2 separate regions of the Mus musculus genome follow, and region 1 is linked to region 2. A link is a contact called in public HiChIP or PLAC-seq data. All regions are on one chromosome and are shown on one strand. The core of a region is the stretch at or near the end of the contact, and the rest is flanking DNA. Distances in the headings are between cores, read along the strand shown.

Region 1 (6,400 bases), core at 2,693-5,192, 270 kb before region 2:
TTCTTTTTCTGTAAGTCCATAAACACTGGTTCTCAGCTATTGAAGGTTTGGAAGGTGGTATCAGCTTCCTGAATAGAGCAGGCCATGCAGGTTTGTCTAGGCCATATGGTGATGAGCTGGAGAGCTGGAGAAGAATAGGCCTAGCTTTGGGCACCACAGCACTAGGAGCCTCACTGCTGAGCCAGCCTGGTTTGGAGCAGACCCAGGTTGACTAACTGTCCTTGTTCTGTACACCGGAACAAGTCTTCAGACAGGACCCATAATGATTGGGCACTGCCCTATCAAGGAAGCCCCTGCCGAGGAGCCTCCAACATCCCCAGGACAGGCTTGGCTCCTGAGAGATGAGTGAGGCTAGAGTCTCTCTCCTTTGTCCTCTCCTGGGCCCCACAGCACTCTCATGCCTTGGAGAACCCTCCCTAGTGTGAACTTGCTCCCAAGCCTGGCTGATCACTTCTAACTTCGAGTCTTCTCAGTCATGCCTCCTCAGAGCTACATTATGGGATGTGGGTTCTCCATGTTCCTCTGCACCAGGCCCCACTGGCAGATCCTCTGACCCTTAGGGTGCCTGGGCTGTGACACAAGATGTCTTAGCATAGACATGGGTGCCATACTTACCTGGAAGTCTGAACTGTCACTGGATGAGGCTCAATCTGGCTATTTCACCAGAAAGTGCTCTATCTCACATGCTTCTGCCTGCCCCTTCCTCTGTCTATATATCTTCCCCCCTCTCTGTCTGTGTGTCTGTGTGTGTGTGTGTGTGTGTGTGTGTGTGTGTGTGTGTGTGTGTGTGTGTTTGATGGTAAGAGAGGATAAAGCCTTATGAAACAACCAGAAAGAATTCTATGGTGTTTGGGGAGTCTCATTAGTTGTCAGTATATAATTGCATTTTGAGGATCCAAGTGACCTCTGTGTGGTAGGTGCTACCGTACTTGGAACCAGTGGGCATGCCCTGAAGGGCTGTGGCTGCCTCTGTAAGGCATGGTGAATAGTGACTTCTAGCTTGTGTGGGCTGACAGAGATCTCTGCTCAGGCCACCTGAGAACTGTTCTCCATCTTTTCTTCAGCCTGGTCTCTCTGACATCCCAAGACCCTAGAAGGCAGCTCTGCCTCAGCCACTTCATCTCTCCACGTCCTGAGGATTCTAGGCTAAGCATCTAACTTCTCTGCCATGGCTCTTTATTTCTCTCCCAATATGTTGTTTATTAATTTGGGAATTTCATATAATGCACTCTGATCACACTTCCCATTCCTCTCAGGCCCACCTTCCTTCCCACCCTTGGACACCCCCTCAAAAAAGAAAAGAACCCAAGCCCCCCAAACCCCTCAGGTCCAACTTGTGCTGCCCATATCTAGTCACTGGGACCTGGTCAAACTCCCACTGGCCGCCCCCACAGAAACCATCAACTGTGAAGAGCTACACTTCAGCATCTTTATTAAATGCTCATTATTGACTTTCTTCAATAGCTTTATGTCCAGACTATTTCTTTTTTGGTGAGAGGTTGGCACAGAATGTCTTCAGTGTCTCTCCTTCCCAGCTTATAAGTCTATAGACACCTCCCTGCCCACAGTAGCTGGTGGCAGCACAGATCATGGACATCAACACGGTTGCTAGTATCTGCTATGGTTCTTTACACTTACAGGTGCTACCCTTGGTGTCCTCATGTTCCAGGAGGAGGGGCCTTATTGTTTGAAGGCCCTTCTGTCCTGGGCATCTGTTCTTCCCAGTGCTTCCTTCTTATTCCCGAAGGACACCCAGCTGCTATTCACTGTTATGGCTTGGCAGGAAGATGAGGCTGTGGGTGTGACTGGAGTAGGGCTGGAGGGGTTAGGAGGGTGAGAAAGTTTGAGTGTCACGATGGTCCCCAGTATGTCTTGATGTCCCCCTTCCCTACACTCCACTCTACATCTCAGAGGCAATGAGAGCATCAGCCAGGTGGCCTGGGTTCTCTTGGGTTGAGTAGCTGCTGCCTGGACCTGTTTGAGCCCAGTCCTGGAAACAGATGACTAGGGGCTGGGCTGAGCTCTGGGAGTTAAGAAGGACCTGTTCTCTGGGGCCGCAGGCATGGGGAATTGAAAGGAGTGTGAATCCCTGATGTGTCATGGGAACTGTAGGAGGGGATGTGACAAGAACTTTGCTGATCCCAGGTACCTTGGAGTGCCTCACAAGAACACTGAGAGGAGGGCAGGTAACAGAACCAAACTCAGGTCATAGAAGGACTGGCCAGGAAAGCAAGCATCTTGTGTCCTAGTGAACTTCATTTGCTATTTCAACCAGCATCTGAGCTTTGATGGGAGGGGAGCAGATCCCAGAAGCTAGGGATAAGGATAGTAGGATCCATTGCTCAACTTTCCTGGACCTTCCATTAAAGAAGATCATTCTTAGGGACGCATCTCTAGTCAACACCAAGAACTCTTAACCAACCTGCACTCCGGAGGCTGAGTGAGTAAAGCCGGGACAGCAGTGTCCTAGATCAGGTTAGAAGCCTAGTTCCTCTGCAGGGTCCAGATGCCTCTGTGGCCAGTCAGTGCCTTTATTTTATCCACTGATTTAACTAGTTTTGCTTGAGCTCAGTTGGGGTTGGGAAATTCCTGGGCCAGCTGTTCCCTCTGTCCCATTCTTGTACCTGCCCATCACACTAGAAGTCCCAAGTGTGTGTGTGGTATGTATGTATGTATGTATGTATGTATGTATGCATGCATGCATGCATGTATGCATGTGTGTGTATATGTGTATGGGGGCTGCTAGATGCAGGGGAGGGAGGAATATTCAGGTAATCATAGCTGCTTAAATACCAGGAATAGTGGGTTGGCTATGTGGTGTTGTGGTGTTGAGTCAGGGTGGTCCTGGGAGGGACTACCCAGCTACCTTCCTGCCTTTGGGAGACTTGCTTGGCTCTGAGAAGGCAGGGCTAAGAGGTGGGGCTTGATGCTGAGGGGTGTGGCCAGAAAGGGGTGTGGCTGGATACTGGTGGACCAGGCAAGGGGTTTAGAGCTAGAAGATCAGGCAGGAGTGCAGGAGGGAGGAAGAACCAGCTTCACCCACCTAGGAGATTTCTCCAGCTGCCTTAAGTATATGGTTGTATCTTCTTCTTTGGCTTAGATGTCTCTTCTTAATCAGCCCTTTGTGATAGGACACTTTTACTGTCCTATGTCACAGACAGGGGGCGGGTAGCTGGTGAAAGATTATAGCTGGGTGGCAGGGGTCTCTCCCCTCTGTATGCAGGCTCAGAGGTGGGAGATGTTCAGATCTGGGCAGGGTCAAGCTCAGTGCTCCAGAACTACAGTCAGGGCAGAAAGGGAGCAAGGGAGGGCAGTGGCAGAGGCAGTCCCATGAAACTGGAGCCCTGCTGGTCTTCTAGCAAATGCTCCTAGCACCCACTGGACACCAGGGCCTCGATAAGGGGACAAAGGCACAGCTCTGGGGACAAATACTTATGGGTATTGTCAGCCCAGCCGCTAGAGAGCCAAGGAGAGGCCCACAAAGGGCCCGAAGAAAGGGCCTCGGGAGGGGCTGCAAATGGGCCTTCCCGCACATGCCACCGTTGCCCGGGCGACGGCCCTCTCATGGAGAGGTCTGCTGGGCCATTGTCCAGGGCCTGCAGGACGTGTCACACACCAGATGGTCGTGTGCTGTCTAGGTCACTTATAGGGGGACAGAGTGAAGGAATGTGGCCAGCTCGGCAGGCCGGGGCACCATCTGTTCCTTCAGACCATGGGCATCAGGCGGGCATTGAGCGTCCGGCCTGCCAGGCCCAGCCTTCTCCCCGGCTTTAATTAGGTAATTCCATAATTGGGCTTTATTTCAGGTAAATTGCATTTCACACCCGAGAGGGCTGCAATGGTCCTTGCGGGAGAACAGCACTTGGCCACTCTACACAGTCCATAACACGGCACCGAGGCCGGCAGGGAGCAGGGACCGTGTCTTACCCAGATGGATGGCCTTCAGCTCCCAGTGGGCTGTAGCCTGCCTGGGCAATACTGAGGGCCCTGGCTATAGCCAGCCACAGCCTGGGGCTTCCACAAATATTTACCCAACAAGGAAACAACAGCTTCTGCCTTCCAGCAATTGTTGCTGCAGAACCCCCCTTGAGGGGGGTTGAGGCCGGGAAGCCTGAGGCCTCAGCTGCCTTTCCACCCTTCCCTTCAAAAGCTGGCCAGTGCTTGTTAGACCCGACACTAAGACCTTGTGGAGGGAGCTGCTACCTAAGAAATTCAGGTAAGAGAGCCTTGGGGGGCTTTCCCCTCCTATAGGGGCCTCCAGCTGCACCCTCACACTTGGCTCTTTGATTCTACTGATTGCTACCTTCTGCCTCCAAAGACCAGGGCACCCCCATCCTTCCAATCACAGATGCCTCTGGCCCTGATGGCCAAGCATATAGGGTGGGCCTTGGAAGGAGGACAGAATGGGATCAGTAGAGACAGTGGACATTGGCTGGGGAAATCCCTGCTCACAGGGCTCTGTTTCCATTCTCAGTAGATGGATCACAAAGAGTAACAGCCACAGGGCTAGGTGATCAGGGCAGTATTCACTTAGAATAACCCTGCAGCCTAGAGGACTGACTGGACAGCCAGAGGAACATCATAATCCCAACAGGGAAACCGGGGCTTTGAAGGGAGCCCAAGAACCCCAGCACTTATTTGTATACTTCTATTTCAGAAGTGAAAGTCTTAGGGCCTTGGGAGCTGGCCCTGGAAAAGAAGCACTCTTGAATGTGTCACCAGTGAGAGCCATCTTGGCTGGAAAGGACAGATGAGAGTCCCGGGCACACGTCTGAGGGTGACTTCCTGTGCGTATATCAGTGTGTACCAGCCTAGTCAGATCCTGACCCAGGCTCAGCTACCTTTAGGGCTCAGGGTCTTCTGGGAATGTGGAGGTAATTACATCCTGTTCACACTGAGTAGGCAGGTATACTTGGAGTGGAAGCCCCAGGGATACCCCAAGCCCACTGGCTCAACCTTTCACACATATCATGGTTCCTCTGAGCCCTTGGGGCCTGAGCCTTTTCTGCATGGACCAACAAATCATTCTCACTCTGTGGCCACTGGGCACCTGGGTCCCAGGGAACTGCAGGATCCTGTTCACGAAAAGATTGAGACTGTCTGTGGGGATCAACAGGAGACAGGAAGGTAGAGTAGGGCAGAGGGTGGAAGGTGAGTGCTAAAGATCCCCCAGACTCTCTCAGAAGTAAGCATTGTGCCAAGATCAACCTGGGACGTCCCAACTTTATTTGGAAAAGTCTCTCAATCAAGATCATACTACGAAATTCATTAAAACACAAGAGTCTGAATCACCAGAAATTATCTTGATTTCTGTGAGGCGTGGTGCCCAAGCCCAAGGAACCAATCCTGGAAGAATCGGTGATGCCCCTAACTTCAATGTGGCGTGAAAGAGGCTGGAGTCTGAGCATTGGTCCAGCACCTCTGACCAGCAAGAAGGAGGCAGGCTGCACATGTGGGGCTCATAGGGCTTGAGGGCCCTGCTTTTCACTTTAGGGGAGAAGTTGTCAGTCCATACCTGGCTAGGGTGGACAGTGGACAATCCCTTGCTTGGGATATCCTTTGGGGGGGGTGTGAAAATCCCGCTAGTATCTTGTTGTGGTCAACATCACTAGAGAATGAAGGAGTCAGGCTCTAGCCTGCTGAGCTCCCACTGGGCTACAGCCTGCAGTTAGTGTGGGCCGGGCCTGTCTTGCCCTGCACGTTCCCTGATGGTCTCTGGATTCAGGGCTGAGGGTGGAAACCCCAGACTCTTCCTGTTTCCCTTTAGGAAGCCACTTGGCATACCTGGATGGGCTTCCCTCTGCCTGAGCTGCATCCTGCTTTACACATATACTCCCCATCCCTATGTTCCAGCCATCAGAAGAGCAGCATCAACATCTTGATAGGGGCCTGAGAGGAACCCCATGCCCAGACAAGTTCTAGTTCCCACTGGCTGGGCAGAGGGGTGTTGGTGATATCCAGATCCAGGCCAGTGGCTTGGCCCATGGGTTTCGGGGCCTTAGGGAGCTAGGCTGTCATATCAGGCCTTCAAGGGGGTGAGAACCAGGTGGGTGTGCCCCTGTTGAGAGGGAGGTGGGGCAGACCTGTGGGGGGTTTACCCTGGACCTCCCTTCTGAGCTCCTTCAGGAACCCTCATCAGGGCCTGTCTGGGGCACAGTCAGTTGTTCGTAGGTGGGCAGGCTGTTGCTGGGTAGGAAGAGCTCAGGGTTGATGGAGCCACCTTCATTGCTGGCTACAACTTGTGACCTGCTGTTGCAGGTTGGACCACCTTGTTGCATGGACAGCAGCTGGTGGAGCATGTCTGTGATGATCACCAGTCTCTGGTCCAGTTGTGTCACCTGTAAGGACAGAAACAGAGATGAACCTGGTGCTAGAGACAGCCTAGTGCAGGCCATATTAG
Region 2 (6,979 bases), core at 188-2,687:
AAGTCTTCTTCCCTCGGCTGCAAACTAGTCTTCAGGGACAGGGATAGAGTAAGCATACTGACTCTCACGAGTGCAGCTAACAGGTGTGATATTAATGCCCCCATAAGAGATCTCAGACAGAACAACAGACCAGGCAGTGGGACACATGGCCAAATACAGTGCAAGCAGCAACGGTACACTAGGTACAACCCAAGGCGTGTCTCAGCCAAAAAAACAGAACACCCGCTGTGACTCCAAGCAACAGAAGATGGAGAGCTAAGAGCAAGCTCTACAACAGATAGACCGTGAAAACAAACTAAACCAAAGCAAAACCTAGACACAGCACCAAGACATGAAGCTAGGCGCTGAATTTAACGCCAATAAAGTCTCCACTGGCAGGAAAGGGTGTGAAAACGAATGCAAGAACATGTGAGGCCCTGCTGAGTGTGAACGAGGGTCTGGGACCTGGGGAGCTGACCCTGTTCCACTTGAAAGTAGGACCCAGCAAGGGCTGTTTTAAGGGCTCAGAGAGCCCACCGGATCTCATTTTGCCCCTGGGAAACTGAGGCCTGCCAAGAGAGTTACAGAAAGCAAGGGCGGGCCAGGAAGGGTCCAGCTGCAGGGAGGTGGGTCGCCCCTGCGGGGCCAGGGAGCCTCACAGTAAGGGAGGAAACTGGAGAGATGACCTCATCCCCCAGGCCTCCGGCCGCGCGGCTCACGGGTTTTAACCGCAGGCATGGCGGGACAGTTCCCTGGTATGCGGGCTGTGGGGCTCACGGAGCTGGAGTGTGTGCTAGGACTTTTTCAATGCAGCTGTCTTTGTGTGGGATTTGAAAACAAGCTGGGGTTTGAGAGACAAAAAACAGCCCTGCACCTGGGCCTGGCCAGGGTCTCCTATTGCAAGGAGGGGTGGGTGGGTTTGGCGGCGTGCATGCACATTCAGCAGACTTGCACGTACACGGCGTGCACACACATGTGCGCCACGTCTACAGATGTACATACAGCTTGCTCTAGATTCAGAGGCCGGATTGGGGGCTGGGCGGCGGGAGGGGGGGTGTCCTCCTTGGGGCCACAAACAAGTTTCAAGGCCAAGCACACCTATAACACCCCTGATCAAAGTTCTAGCCAGACCCTGGCCTGGCAGGGCCCAGTTTTCTCCAAGAACAGCTTTTCAGACCCACAGAATATGCCTGGCTCAGCAGAATGCTTAATCCCTCGGAGGCCGCCTGGCTTCCTTGGCCCTGGCTGAGATAACAGGGCTCTGGCACCACGAAAGCCAGGCGCTGAGGCAGGAGTACCGGCGCTGGGGTTGGGGAACACAGCCTCGCGTGACTTCTTCTCCACCATTTACCCAATGTGCTCCCAGAATCCCTCACAGAGCTCCCTTGCCCTGGGCCCCCGTGGGGCACCGCGGGCTGTGGTTTGGGCTCCCGCGCTCGGCACTCTGGGCTCGGCCCAAGGGCTGCTGGAATGTGTGTTACAAGAGCGCCACCTGGTGTCTCCACAGCTCGTCAGAGGCTGCCCTGTCCTTAGCTCAAAGGCTGAAATAAACATCTTTGTTTTTCACCCAACTCCCGTCCACAGCATGTAGCAGCTGCATTCTACACTATGTCCCCCAGCCTGAGGCTCCAACAGCCATTCTCACCCTAGAGGCCTGGAATCCACAACCATGATATCTGCGTGGGCCTAGGACACATGCACCTTTCGGAGGCCATGAGCCATCTGCAACAGCACACAACTCCTCCTTACCTAACCCTTTGACCAATCATCATGTCTTCTAGGAAAATATCACCACCCTATATACAAGGTCCTTTGAGCCATACACTTCTTCACTGGTCCATATGTCCAGGCTGGACACACGCCAGCCTCACATCTGCTTCCCCAACACCATGGTCATGACTCTGAAGTAAGCCACTAGACACAGCCAGCTCAAATCCTGGAAGGTATGGCCTCTAAAGGCTAGCATGTGAGGATACAGCTTACGAACATGGCAAAGTTGGGGACAGACAATGGCTCAGCAGTTAAGATCCCTTGCTACGCTGGCAGAGGTTCTAAGTTTGGTTGGGTACGCATGTTGGGCTGTTCACAATCGTCTGTTACTCCATCTCTAGGGGATCTGCCACATTATCTTCTGGATTCTGTGGGCATTTCGAGCACACACACACACAGGAGGCGGCAGGGAGAGAGAGGCTTTAAAATAATGTGGCAAAGCCAAATGGGGAGGTTAAGACTAAAGCCAACTATACTTTCATCCCTATACTTTACAGTTGGAGACACTGAGGTTCAGGGGTATCATTGTATCCTTAGGGGGCATGCCTGGGAACAAGACTTAAAAAGAAGGGGGTTCTGTATCCTACTCCATATATACACTCTGAGCAGCCGGGGTGTTGAGCCTCCCTCTGCATAGTAGAAAAGTGTGAAAGAGATGTGAGCCTACTCAAAGAAGCCCATCATCACATCCAGGTTGCCCAGAAAAGAGCAGAGGGGAGTTCCAGAAGGGAGTGTGCAGCGTTGACCGGAGGTCAGTCCTAATAGTAGGAAAGCAACCCTGCTGGATATATATAGTGTTTGTGCAAAGGTCCTGAGGCAGTTGGGAGGGAGAGATGGGGAGGGAAGGGAGGTTTGGAGATGGGGGGGGGTGTATGCTTAAATGTGTGACACTCTGAAGACCATGAGGGAGAAATTGGAAATTATCCCAAACCACCCAGGGAGCGTCTGGGACACTCAGGTTTTTGTCCTATAAAATCTCTTCTTAGCTGTTGTGGGGCAGGGAGGGTCCAGGGAACGAGAAGGGGACAAAAGAGGTAATGAGGTCACTGCCCTCACAGTGGTGGACAAAGAGCCACTTCTGGGAAGCAGAACAGACTGGGGAGGGGCTGCCTTGGGAGTGGGGACCCGCTCACACTGAGGGAATGGAGGAGGGGTGGGTCCCACCCACGCCTGCCTTTGCTTTAGGGTTGTTGGATCTGTGTTCACAATTCCAAAAGTAGCCACAAGATGGCAAGCAGGCCCCAGAAAGAGCCTGGCCTGAGGGAGGCAGCAGAAGCCACCAGGAAAGGGAGCCTAAGCCAAAAATTACTGGGGTAACCACCCCAAGTCTGGAGCTACCAGATGAGAAATGGAGTAGGTGCATTCACAGGCCCACACACATGTGAACATGTGTTGACACATGAACATACAGTACCATCTACACGTAGGCATGAACATAGCTACACATGAAGATACACAATACAATGCATTCATTCACAAGTGCACAAGAATACACAAAACCAAGCACAAGGCCTAATATGGATATTACACATGTAAATGTCCACTTACACTCTCACACATGCTCAGACAAAACACACACTTACCTGAAGACACAGCTATATATAGGAATGTGTCCATTTGAATACATGGGTCTGTGCATATGTGAATACATTCACGTAAGTGCATATATAGACTTGTACTTGGGAGGCCTCCCAGGGGAATGTTCTGACACACAGGCCCTTCTCAGCATAGGAGCCATTTTGGCCCAGGCTCTCCAGACCAAGTCCCAAACTAAGAACTACAGAAACCTAGTTCTCTGGAAAAGAACCTGGGCCATTCCCCTCAGCAGTAACCAGGAGCTATGTCCTCTCATAACATATCCAGAGACTTGACCTCATCCGTGTAGCAGCCACCTCTGTACTGGGCAAGGGAACAATTCTGACAGGAACCTGTGGGGATAGCATCACACATAAAACTAAGGAACCCAGGGCCCTCTTCCCCACCTTGGTTCTATAAGGGAATACAAGGGCCATGTGAAATTCCCCAACCATATCTAAGAGCTCCATCAGACAGGTCTTGAAAGATTATACTCTGGGACTAAGGGGTGTCATCCAGGAAACTGAGGCTAATCAGCTAACACATCACAGAGAGATGCCAGCTAAGATTTGGTGGCATCTTTCCAGCCACATGGAACCAACTAGGGAATAGGCAGACTGGCTGGATGTTGCTTCTGGAAAAACTTGAGGCCCTGACCCCGACTTGAAGCCCAGGAACCATAGGTACAGGAATTGGCACCTCTGTTAAGTGTGGGGACATCATAGGCTAAGGCCCACATTGAAAAGTCCCAGAAAACTTCAGAAGAGAAGTCGCCCTCTAGTGACCACAACTTCCAATCACAGCTTGTTACTGTCTGTTAGCAGCTGCCTAAACCACATGTGCCTAAACCACAGTGACATCCCAACCCCAGAGGTAGGCACACTGCTGGCTGGCACCACAGCCATCATAGTTAATACTTGGTACCAGGTGTGCCCTGGATTGAATGCATTGACTTTTGGGATGGGAGTAAGGAACAAGAAATTTGCCAGGTGCCCCTGAATTTTGCTACAGAGCTCACTGTAGGGTATGAACCCTCCAGTGGCCTGTAGAGAACTAGGTACTACCAGGCAAGCCTCATGTTTGATTTGGTCTACAGTGAAAACACGTGTCCTATGGAGTTTTGGGAAAGGGGGCCGTTGGGATGAGCAGCAGGGATGGAACAGAGCAGTGCCTGCCTCATGCTTCCCTGGAGACTCCTAAAAGCCATTGACAGTATCACACGTGAATACTCAAACTTGAGGAAGAAGGCACCCACCACACTCAGGCCAGGACCAGAGAGCTCTATAATCCAGGAAAAGGATCTTTCCTGTGGCTCAGTCTCTAGAAGCCATAAAGGAAAGATAAAGTGGACACAAGATAAAAGGGTGTGGCTGAGCAGCCACCACTGTGCTTCAAGACTTAGCAGGACAAGCTGCCCAGCTGACAGAGGCTGTATATAGATAACACTGAGAAACACCTAAGACCCCCTGTGCAGAAGGTGAAGGGCAGCTAAATGTGGCCCTTGTTCCCTGTAAGGGTAGGGAACATCCCATCACAGAAAGCAAACACAAGTGCACCCAAGCAGAAAGACACTAGGCTGCACCATTCTGGGCTTTACCACCTGTTGCTATCTTGTCCCCATAGTCCCAGCCATGCTGGCCTCCACCCATCTTCCCAGAAGCATCATAGATCCATCAGCATTGCTTCTAAAGGCCACATCTGGCCCAGCAGAGAATGGTGATACATGGGGTGTCTACCCTCATGGCTCTTGATTGCCCTCACAGAACAGGGTCTGCCTCAGTTGCTTCAGTGGATCCTAGCCCTGTTTCAGGGACTCATATCTACCAGATCAACAGTACCTCAGCCCCTCAAAGCATTTGAGTTCACACACAACAGGGCACCCTGAAGACACAGTTGGCTCTTCACAGAGTTCAGGGTCACATGAGACAGTCCTCATGCCCTTCACAGAGTGTGGAATCCTAAAAGACATCTAAGCCTCTCACAGTACATGGGTCCCACAAGACAGTCCCCAAGCTCCTCGGAGTGTAGCTGGAACCTGGTATTTGGAAATTCCATTCCTCAAATTGCTCTATACTGGGACAGGGCACACACTCATGTCTGGCCTGCAGAGAGCTATGTACAAAGGTAGTTGTGGTACCCACTAGGACTGCCACGATGGCCTTGCCAGAAATGATACATGAAAGTCCCCTGAGCTGAAAGGCCCACCCCAGTGACTGAGTTAGAATTGGGCTAGGACACCAGCAGGGCCCATGAGTCAGTCAGCAATGGCACACACAAGAACCACCCCACCCCTCAGTGCCACTGTACCCATGTCCTCCTGTCCTCTCTCTGGGCCTAGGTCAGAAATTCCCCATACAAAGGGACCCTTTCTATTCTTCCTGCATCTTCAACACACGGCCCAGGGGCCTGATAGGCATGGATGCAGGGGAATTGCCCTGTCTGATAGCCCAGTAGCAGGGTGGTAGAGACCAGGAGTGGGTGGTTCTACCCTTCCCAGCCCTCCTCCACCTCTTCCAGTTGCAGTGATGACATTTACTGATGGCCCCGGGTGCCTACATACCATCCAGAAGAGGGTCCCGGTGGCCAGAGCGGCATACTGCTCAATAGTGGACAGGACACTGAAGATGAGGCAGACCAGAACAATGAGGAAGCTGTGAGACAGGGGACATACGGTCAATGCCTGATCCAGCTTCCCTGCCACCTCCCTCTCACCCAACACCCCACATGCAAGATCTTTAGTGCTGGCATTTCCAGGTATTCCTTAGCTAATGCACTCAAACATGGGATCCATGGGATGGGAACCATTTACCATGTTAGGACTGACCCCAGATTGGTGTCTCAATACACACTGACCTTGAACATGCCACACTGTGCCATCTCAAAAGCAGCCAATACTCAGGGACGGTACACAGCCTGGTGGCCATGGCCTTAGGGACAATGGGTCAGTATATCCAATTATTCAGTATAACCCCCAGTATATCCAAGAACCTTGGTGTACAATTGAAGTTCAGAAGTACTATTTTTACAAAACAGGAGCCTTCATCCCCAGGAGTGCAGGGGGATAGAGTCCCTTAGCCAAGGGGGAGACACAAGAAAGGAAGGCCAAGCACAGCCTGAACCTGTGCCCTGAGGACACCCAGAAGTCATAGCTTTTACACTGAGGGCACAGTTGCTGCCTGCTCTGATTCCAAGGGCACTGGGAAGATAAGTCTCCCTTCCACTAAGCTCTCCATCCCTGGGTGTCATCATCCAAGGTGGCCCTCAAAGTTGCTTCCACTTTGGGGAGGGTGCAGATTATTAGAGAGGGGGATGCTTTGGGGAGCTTCAGAGACTCTACGTACCCTCCTGGCATGTTCTTGGGGATCAGAATAGAAGTGGGGAGCTGATGCATTGTCCCAGGGCTACAAGAGGGGCAGACAGAGAAGGTATACACAAAGTCATCAGGGCCCCAGCACAGACCCCTGTCCTCAACAAAGGAACCCACACACTCCATCAATCCTATATCAGGTTTTCCCAGTATGTAAGGCCCAGACCACCAGCCTCAGGCTCAGCCTCCCAGAGGGCACACAGCAGCAGTAGCCTGACTCAGCCACCATTTCCTGGGAGAGGCACAACTCAGATCTCCCACACCTCTTAAGATTGATTTCATCCATTC

Evidence for each region. HiChIP or PLAC-seq counts read pairs in DNA pulled down with a chosen protein or histone mark.
Region 1: an H3K4me3 HiChIP or PLAC-seq map of embryonic stem cells shows a contact between it and region 2, with 62 read pairs. The contact joins two enhancer-like sites. A contact is called at or near these places in 1 of 15 datasets of contacts at CTCF or cohesin (large pre-B cells), 6 of 484 Hi-C or Micro-C datasets (bone marrow-derived macrophages, embryonic fibroblasts, embryonic stem cells and 1 more), 12 of 115 datasets of contacts at active chromatin or transcription factors (craniofacial prominence, embryonic basal ganglia, embryonic forebrain and 8 more) and 1 of 9 other capture datasets (embryonic stem cells).

What each region holds. Positions count from the first base shown.
Region 1 is chr7:143,425,848-143,432,247 of GRCm38.p6, reverse strand. Kcnq1 (potassium voltage-gated channel, subfamily Q, member 1) reads right to left here. Exons shown (of 16, transcript NM_008434.2): 16 at 5,206-6,338. The coding sequence ends at 6,123. Among named protein-coding and RNA genes, the nearest start is that of Cdkn1c, 32 kb to the left of the region's middle. Within about 2 kb of position 3,942, at least 33 of the 459 cell types and tissues checked have an H3K27ac peak or open chromatin away from gene starts, as enhancers often do.
Region 2 is chr7:143,148,494-143,155,472 of GRCm38.p6, reverse strand. It overlaps Kcnq1 (potassium voltage-gated channel, subfamily Q, member 1), which reads right to left. Exons shown (of 16, transcript NM_008434.2): 2 at 5,885-5,975. Among named protein-coding and RNA genes, the nearest start is that of Gm28821, 11 kb to the right of the region's middle. Within about 2 kb of position 1,437, at least 105 of the 459 cell types and tissues checked have an H3K27ac peak or open chromatin away from gene starts, as enhancers often do.